2 separate regions of the Mus musculus genome follow, and region 1 is linked to region 2. Evidence: chromatin contacts called from public promoter capture Hi-C data. All regions are on one chromosome and are shown on one strand. Each heading gives the region's core, a stretch centred on a gene start, on an enhancer-like site or on the middle of the called end of the contact. The rest is flanking DNA. Distances are from core to core; before and after follow the strand shown. Region 1 holds the start of Tmem126b (transmembrane protein 126B). Region 2 overlaps E230029C05Rik (RIKEN cDNA E230029C05 gene).

The links. Promoter capture Hi-C pulls out the DNA fragments that hold promoters and counts their contacts.
Region 1: a contact with region 2 is called in a promoter capture Hi-C map of the HPC-7 cell line, with 2.2 times the contacts expected there. The contact joins the promoter of Tmem126b here to the enhancer-like site in region 2. A contact is called at or near these places in 5 of 39 promoter capture datasets (the HPC-7 cell line, embryonic stem cells, hippocampal neurons and 2 more), 2 of 484 Hi-C or Micro-C datasets (cerebellum and uterus), 2 of 115 datasets of contacts at active chromatin or transcription factors (the 230-238 cell line and bone marrow-derived macrophages) and 1 of 9 other capture datasets (liver).

What each region holds. Positions count from the first base shown.
Region 1 is chr7:90,474,100-90,478,378 of GRCm38.p6, forward strand. Tmem126b (transmembrane protein 126B) reads right to left here and starts at 1,896. Exons shown (of 5, transcript NM_026734.2): 1 at 1,796-1,896. The coding sequence starts at 1,876. It also overlaps a transcript of Dlg2 not described here.
Region 2 is chr7:90,040,230-90,044,644 of GRCm38.p6, forward strand. E230029C05Rik (RIKEN cDNA E230029C05 gene) reads left to right here. Exons shown (of 6, transcript NR_110365.1): 4 at 501-620; 5 at 850-902. Among named protein-coding and RNA genes, the nearest start is that of E230029C05Rik, 13 kb to the left of the region's middle. Within about 2 kb of position 2,387, at least 151 of the 459 cell types and tissues checked have an H3K27ac peak or open chromatin away from gene starts, as enhancers often do. A contact at or near this core is called in the HPC-7 cell line, bone marrow-derived macrophages, liver and 1 more, where this site is marked.

The DNA.
Region 1 (4,279 bases), core at 646-3,145, 430 kb after region 2:
AGTTTTCTAGTAGGGCCTAGGGTAGAAAGCAGGCAGGGTCTTTGTCAGAAATAGCTATGGGTTATACTGTGAAGCCTGGACAAAGGGAATGAACTCAGGGTTTGTAAGGTCTCTGTGTCCCATGTGATAAGCCAATAGTTGCCCACATTAAGAACCATAAGAGTTTCACCAAGAGATTAGAAAATCCATTCCAGATTCCTTTTTGAGTTTCTGGCTATACATAAGACTTTTGGGTCTCTGGAAACACTTGTTAAATCCTTTGGTACTATGACATTTTATGTATCTTACGAGTATTCCATTTCATTCAAACAAAGATATATGGACACTTCCTACAAATCCAAAATTCTGGTTTTAAATATTTACTTATTTCATCAGTGAGATGTCTACTGATTCAAAGTTCAGTGCTTTTTATTTTTTGCTCTACATTTTCTAGATTAATCCATGAGAAGTTATAAAGTCAAAGGTTCATTACAGATGACATGCTAACATTTATAAGTGATGAGCATATAATAAGCCTAAAATTAATGAAAAAAAAAATGGAGCCTGACTCCAGGAAATCAACACACACAAAGAATGGGTTCCTTGATCTTCTTAAGGTGGTATACAATTGATCAAAAGACCAGTATTTCTGCCTTAATACAACACAGCATTTAAGTCAGTTCTTTAAGATAGCTGAGAAGGGGGGTGGGCAGAGCAGGCATAAAATACTTTACAAATTATATTTTTTTGGGGGGGACTAGACTTACATCTTTTGCTCCCCCCTCCTTCTGCTATCCAAATGGAAAAATGGAAGAAGAAATAGTATTTTCTAAGGAGGATTCTCTAACCAATCCATCTAGTGTACGATGAAGGCAGATATTAATAGCATCATGGCTAATCAAAAAAACGTAGAGAAATTTTTGTTCTGTTCTCATCCAATTCCCTGAACAGCCCTCTTCACCACCCACAGAAAATTTCCAGGCCTTTAAGACAGCTTTGGGGAAAAGGGTACCCACAATTATGGCTGCAGGACAGTCAATATTGAAATAATCAAAAGCAACAGCAAATATTTTTGGCATCTGGCATTTGCAAGGGTTTCACTACACTCTCCTTAATTAAGGAGATATAGATTATTAACTTGCCCAGAGTTTTTTGTTTTGTTTTGTTTTAACTTATTTTTGTGCTGTTGGTATAGACGCCTGGGCTTCAGGCCTGACAAGTGCTCCATCATCAGATTCCAAGGAAGTCTTTCAGCAAGAACTGAAAATGAAGATTTTTGCCACAACCAACGTTTAATCTGAGAGTTAAGGAAGTTCAAAGTCACTCAACTGATTAGATCACCATCCTTATACACGTTAAGTGCATTTGTGTGGGCGTATGGCCTGCAAAGTGTGTGTGTGTTGTATCTTTAAGTGTATTATTTGACCTTCAGAATTTTATTCAACATGATTTGTCCAGCCGTGGTGGATATTAGGTTCTCGGGTAATCAAAAAAGTGAATGCATTCAAGAAGCCATCATAACCTTGCGTTAAGTCAGAACACATCAAATCAATAAAATGCAGGAGACTTAAACAGAATGAGAGAACTGGAGGTCGGGCCGGGTGGGGTAAGGCGATAAAGTATTTGTAATTGAAGAAAGGTCCTCGAGAAAGAGAAACAAGCTGCATTTAATCGGCGTAGACTTCAGGTCTACGCTGTTCGGAACTAGAGATTTGATTACACTCTACATAAAGTCGGGTTCGGTTCTATTTGCTCAAATCCTTCACGTGCATCATCTCCGAGGAGGCGACCCACACCACCCTAGATTTCCGCCTACCTGGGGTGCTTCCCTATTTCCCTCCTGCACAACACCAGCAACCTTCGACTCGGACCAACTTGGTCGCTGGGACGCCGCCATCTTAGCGCCTCACGTGACTGACAGGAGGGCGTGGCCGGAGCGCCTGGGGCGGGACTTGCAGCTGTCTGACAGCTCGTACCTTTAGTCCGGTACTCCCCCACCCAGTCAAAAGCCGCGCCCTCCAGCCGGGCGGAGGTTGGGCGTGGCGTCGCAGAAGTGCGATCTCTCATTGGCTCCGAGGAAGGCTCAGGGTCAGGGGCCCGCCCCTAGCCAGCCTTGCCTTGTCCTCTGCCAAATTGTCAGCCTGGCCAACCTGAAGGGAACCAGGGGCGGTTCGGGCGCAGGCCTGTTGCTGCGCGCCTTCTTCTCAGGGCGGCTGGGGTAACCGAGCCCTGGTAGTTCCTTCGGCCCGGTCGGTGTGTTAAGGCTGTGGTTTCTAAGGTTCCTCCTCAGAGCCTCCAGCCCGTCTCCCCGGCGCGGCCACAGCAGCACGGGCTAGCCTGCTCTCTACAGTCTTCAGTCCCCATAGTCCACCCTCAAGCCCCGCTTGGAAAGGGTTCAGTTAGAAATATCCCTTTTCCCTGCTCCCCCGAAGAGCCCTGGTCGGCCAGTGTTTTAGGGGTGGATGGTGCTGCGAGGAGGCCAGGCGCGCTTCCGTGCACGTGAAATGCCCAGCAGCGTCTGCCAGACCCGCAACCCCCGACCCTCCAGTCTCCATGTCTTAGGCAAGCCAAATTCGAGAGTTATATAATTTCTAGTGCTGCTGTTTCTCTTGCCCGAGGAAACACTTCATCGCTTGGAGGGTGCAGGACATTTCGGTGCTCTTCTGTATAAGATCGGGGTGTGGGCAGGGGTGGCCAGCGGTGGCAGAGAAATGTCTTTTCTGCAAAAGGAAGGTGGGTAGATTGGAGAGAGACTGAGAAAGGGTGGATGTGGAAGCCAAACAGCTGCACTCTCATTTAGGAAATCGCGGACTATTTGCATAGTGTGTGATTGCATGCCTAATACTACTACAGCGTCTCTGAAAACACCTTTTGGGGAAGGTTTGGTTTCTCCTTTCCAGCAGCCTCAGTGTTTTTCTTCGCCGGATAGGAAGCTGCTTGTTTGCGAAGAGATGGCATGATGTGAATGACTCCAGTGTGAAGAAGTCTGCTTCGCCAAATCATCCTGCATCAAGTGCCCATTGAATAGCACTGTCACTTTAATGTCTCCATGCCAAGGGATTGCCTTCCTTCTTTTCAATCCTCTCAGTTAATACACAGGAGGATCAGGATCTGAGGGGCATTAAGGATCAAGCCTTGGGGGCTTGGAGACCACAGAAGAAAAATAGGAAAGTGACAAGCTGGATAGTGTTTTACTGAGGGGCGAGAAACAGAACCAGTAAATAGAAGGGGGCCTTTGAATCTCTCTTTTGCCCCCAGAAAACTGTCCAAACTCACACACCCCTGAAAAGACTAGAGTAAGACGTTTTTAAAAGTGTTTTTGAAGGGGAAGTTTAAACTTTTTCCTAAAAATTGATGCTCTTTATTACGAACCATGTCGAACATGTATAAATTAATAAGTCAACCGTCCTAAAATTGGTTTGTGCCTTAATTGAGTTAGTTATTGAACATCTAAAAGTGTTGCTGCCTGAAGAGGAGTTTTAGTAACATTTTCTATGCATAAGATAACTTTCTCAGCTTTTAAAACAAGAATATATATTTTACAAAAATTGAAAAACTTGCTATTTTTTTCTTTGAAGACCTTGGGCAGTGTAATGTTTGGTTGTGGAGAAAGGCATCATTTTTTTCTTTATTTGAAATAGAAGACTCAGCCTGGATATCAAGGCTGAACGGTGAAGAGATTTGCAACAGTTAACCTGGTTCCATCTCCATTCAGCTGGATCAAGCAGAGACTGAAACTCAGAGATCTTGAGTCCAGAGTCAGTGGAGAGACCCAAGAATGCCAGTCAAGAAGAAAGGTGGGCTATGAGGTTCATACATAACATATGATTTTCCTTTTTCTTGGCTGTGGTTTTTGTAATTTAAATTGTATTCTATTGCAGGGCAAAATTTTGCCTGGTTTTGAGTAAATATTTACTGCAATGAATATCTGCTCAGTAGTACCTTTTCAGTAATATTTTATTATAGTAAAGTTAAGGTAATACTATAGACATATGTAAATTAATGAACCAGGTAGTTAATGTCACCATTTGTAATCAGAATAGATTCGGTGCTATAGGTTTGGGGTTTAAAGCTCAGTTTAAATAATCTTTTAAAAAGAAACTTGTACAGTGGAGTTTTTCCCCATGAGCTTGATACTTATTGAATGATTATGTAGGTGTAACATAAGGCAACATTTGTAAAATCATAGCTTTATTTCTTATACTTAAAAATAGACTTCATATTTGAGTTTATTCCAGTGTATGTCTTCCCTTCCGTGGTAATTCACAACTTTGATAGTTTATTTTATTATTCAGTAACA
Region 2 (4,415 bases), core at 1,137-3,636:
TGGCCACCTCTCCCCCAAGAAAATTGTTTCTTCTTCCTCAGCAGTCAAGCCATTAAAAAAAAAAAAGGAAAATTCTATTCAAGCCAAGGAGTGGGAGTGGTCTACCTTTAAAAGTACTATGTTAAAGAGCAGGTCTCTTCTGACCTAGACTTGAAAGATAACTAAGTTATACAAGTCCAGGTTGAAGGAAGTACATTAAGATATGAATAGGGGCCAGGGAAACCTTTAATCCCAGCACTCAGAAGGCAAAGGCAAGTGGAGCTTTGTGAGTTCAAAGCCAGCCTGGTCTACATAGTGCACAGGTTACACTGTGAGACCCTGTCTCAAGCCAACCCTCTTCCTAAAAGTTGGGAGGTGGAGTTCATCACAGCTCTGGTGAACTTTGTATACCCTGATGGTCTGAATCACTTTTTTCACTCTGTACCCTCTCACCCGTCTCGTTTTCATAACTGACCTTCTGCCTAATTCTACTCTTCTCTCACACTTCCCTGCCTGGACAGAAGCCCTGCCTTGAACTTCAGGCTGCCTGGCTTGGATCCTGATGCTGCTTTGCTGACACAATCCATTCTCCCAGGGAACACCCAGAGTTCCACTCCAGCCCTGGCAACGCTGCAGCAGAGGTAGCCTCATTAGCTCCACATTTGCCCTGCCTCACCTCTCCCCCTCTTCCCTAGAGGCTCTAGTGCTGAGGTTCCACCAGGTTTCATCCCTAAACCCATCCCAAGTCAAACAAGACACAGATAAGCCTAATCTCGGGCTCATTTTCCTTATTTGTAGCATTGAGAGGTTGTAGTAGGTGACTTCTAAAGTAGCTCCCTTCCAACACTAACATTCTTTGTCTCTAAGTAGGCCAACTGTACGGAAAGTCTACATTGGCTCGGAACAATTGAGGCTGGGAGAGGGTGAGTCGGACTCAGCAAAATGTCAAGCTAACTGTGCAGCCAGGAGCTTAGACAGCAGCATGTCACTCGGCAGACAGCGGCTACAGACTCCTGCAAGAGATTAGCCCGCCCAGACATCAATGGACAAGATGCTGCCGTATCCAGCTTATTAGCCACATTCAGTCAAGGAATTAGCAAATGTCATTTTGTCTTTCCAAAGGAATGAGGATTCTTTTATGACCTAAAGCTATTTAGTATGGTGACTGTAACTCTGCCTTTTCCCCTGGCTGATGTCGGGGTTTTAGAGTGCAGTGTTATATCTCATTAGTAAAGTGCCTGATTCCTCACTGCTCAGGGACTAGTTCCTGAGCATCCAGTCTTACTCCTAAGCCCTTCCTAAATTCTTTTCAGATGCTTCTCAGGTTGTGCAAAACTAAGAACTCAGGACCTTGGAGGGATATGCTTGAACCCCATGGTTATTTCCTAGTTACGATTATCAGAGCCTTGAATTGCCCAGCTGTGAATGAGATAGCAAAGCCAGACTGTAGAGTTACCCCCAGGATGAGGCGACTAATACACAAAAGCTTCCCCCAAATGGGAACCCCCCCAAAGCCTTCCTGCCTTGTAAAAAATCCCTCTTGGAACATTTTTTCTTGCTTATTTGACCTTTTGCTCTCATTCTTACATAAGCCTGCAGAGCCCTGTGGGTCTACACAACTTCCTGCTTCAAGACCAGACCTACAGCACGCCGAGTCAGCATTAGCTCTTCCTGGAGTGGAGTGAACATTCTTTTTTTTTCTTTCCCTCCTTTCAGTCTTTCTTTTCCAGTCCATGCATGCGCACATATGCATGCCTCTGTGCTTATGTTAATGTGGAGGTCAGAGGACAACTTAATAGAAGTCAGCTCTTTCCTTCCAGCATGTGGGGCTCAGGGATCCAATTCAGGCCAGCAAACTTGGCAGCAAGCTCATTTATATACCCGCTGAGCTGTCTTTCTAGTCCCGTGGTGTTCTCTCTGTCTCTGTCTCTGTCTCTGTCTCTGTCTCTCTCTCTCTCTCTCTCTCTCTCTCTCTCTCTCTCTCTCGTGTGTGTGTGTGTATGTGTGTGTGTGTGTGTGCACATATGTAGAGGCCAGATGTCAGTCTCTGGTATTGATCCTCCGGCACCATTTTATTTTTCTTGTTTGTGCTCTGTTTTGCAAGAGACATGGTCTCTCACTGGCCTGAAAGTTACTATTTGGGCCTGACTGGCCAGTGAGCCCAAGCAATCCACCTCTCTCCCTGTCCCCAGTACTGATCACAATCGCAGGCAGCCATGCCTGTCATTTTAAATGGGTCCTAGGTGCAAACTGAGGCAAGCATTTTACCGACTTAACCATTTCCTCTGGCCTTTTCTTTTTCCTTGGTGTGACCACAGAGGCCCAGCTGAAGGTGCAGACAGCTCCTGGGTCTGTTCGGCACAGTATACATTTCAGTTTGGTACCATGAGTCAGCATTGCCTAAGAGCCAGTGAGGAAGGGATGAGACAGACACCGTAAGATGACGGCAAGCTGCTGAGCTGGCAACTAGCTGTGGGTTAACAGTCCCGGTTAGATCTTTACGAGATTCTAGCAGCAGGGACCATAAGACCTTAGGGAATCACTTAGCACTACCCTTTAGTACACAGATGGAGAAATGGAGGCAGCTCAGCGGAAAGGCCAGCAACTGCCCCCAAAGGTGGAACTCTAAATTCTAGGTCCTCATTTGTTTATACTATCTTATGATAAAATATTCATTATTCAGACCCAGCACACTGAGGCCAGGCATGGAAGTGACCTCTTAGGATCTCAACACTTGGCAGGTGGAGTCAGGAAGATCAGGAAATCAAGCCAACCTTGCCCACATATTAAGTTCAAGGCCAGCCTCTGCTACAAGGGACCCTATCTTAAGAAACAGAACAGAATAAAACAAAGAACTCAAACAACAGGAAACATCCCGCACATGTGGGCACTTACCAAATTTCATTATTGAATACCAGTGTGGAGATGCCGGTAAAAGGCTTTCTGCACACACAGTGTCATCCATGCATTAGTTATCATGTCCCATAAGGGAGGTACCAGATGGTAGAGGGTATGGACATTATGCTGGGATGTGGGTTCTGTTTTGTAGGCAATGCTAAGCCATCCCAGGTTTCAGACAAGAGGTCTGACATGGTCCACTTTAAAGAGCTCTTTCTGGTAGCAGAGAGAAGGGTAGACTGAAAGCTGTTGGATTGGATACCTGAAGATGTGCAAGTTTTCAGAGTAGTCCTGGCAACACAGGGCGGTGGTCATGTCAAAAATGTATTGTTTAAACAAATTGCTTTATTATATTGTGTGTGCATATATGATGTGTGAGAGTGAGGCACATTTATGTGGCGGTCAGGAACAACTTCTGGAAACTGATTTCTCCTTCGTTTTGAGCTCTGGAGCAGAACTCGAGGCACAATTCTCAGAGATAAGCAATTTTTCCTGCTGAGCCATCCTGACAGACCAGGCAATTTCTTAATTGCCACAGCCTTTGAACCTTTGGTAGTTTACTCAAGGTTACAGACGCAGCGAGTCCTCAGGATCTGTAAGCAGAAGGAGAAGTGGAGTTGAGGACAGCAGTAGGCTGGGCCTTTGGACAGACCAAGGACAACTTCTTAGGATGTTGGACTCCTGCCTACGATCCCAGAGTAATCGAGCTGGCTTCACTTGCGATAAAACATGGATTCCATGGTCACTGTCCTGGGAGGAACACATTCTGCTAAGAGCAACTAAAAGTCTCGAATAAACACTGAAAATTTGACTAAACAAGACATTTTTTCCCAGCATAGTGCAGCAAAGATCATATTTCAGGACACACAGAAAGATTATCATGTGGGAGATTTCACACATGTCTATCCCAAACAGCATTTTGTCTTAAAAACATTATTTTACTGTTGATTTCCCGAGTCACTTTAAGTCAATCCACTTAACCATTTTAGTTTCATCTGCAAAATAAATAGGCATAGATCATATGGTTTCTAAAGGCCCCATCAGTTCTAAAATAAGCACAGAGACAATATATAATTACATATTGTATTATTATGGCAGTAAGTTACACCCCTGCTATTTCTGAAGATGCCTTAAAAGCTCCCATGATTCTTAAGGACTCTTGCCTCACATCTGGCTTCCATCTGAGACTCTGATGTGTGAGCGCTCATCCAGTGGACTGTCCAGTGAAGCATATCTGGGAAGAGACAGTTGACAAACAGAAAGCTGGGATGAGGATTTGAGACACGTTGGCCCCTTGTACTTTTTAGACCAAATTCATCTCTTTACTCTGAACCATCTCATTTGTTTAATTATCTTGTCAATTTTTTTTTTTTCGAGGCATGGTTTTTGGCCCTACGTTCATCAGTTTGGCAATGTACTGAGACTGGATTAGAAAAGACCCTTGTCATGAGTGACACTTCCAGCCTGGCCCTGACATGAGCTCCCATCTTCTTCCCCACTGTTTGCTTCAGTGTCCTCTAACACAGCTGGCTCTGGGA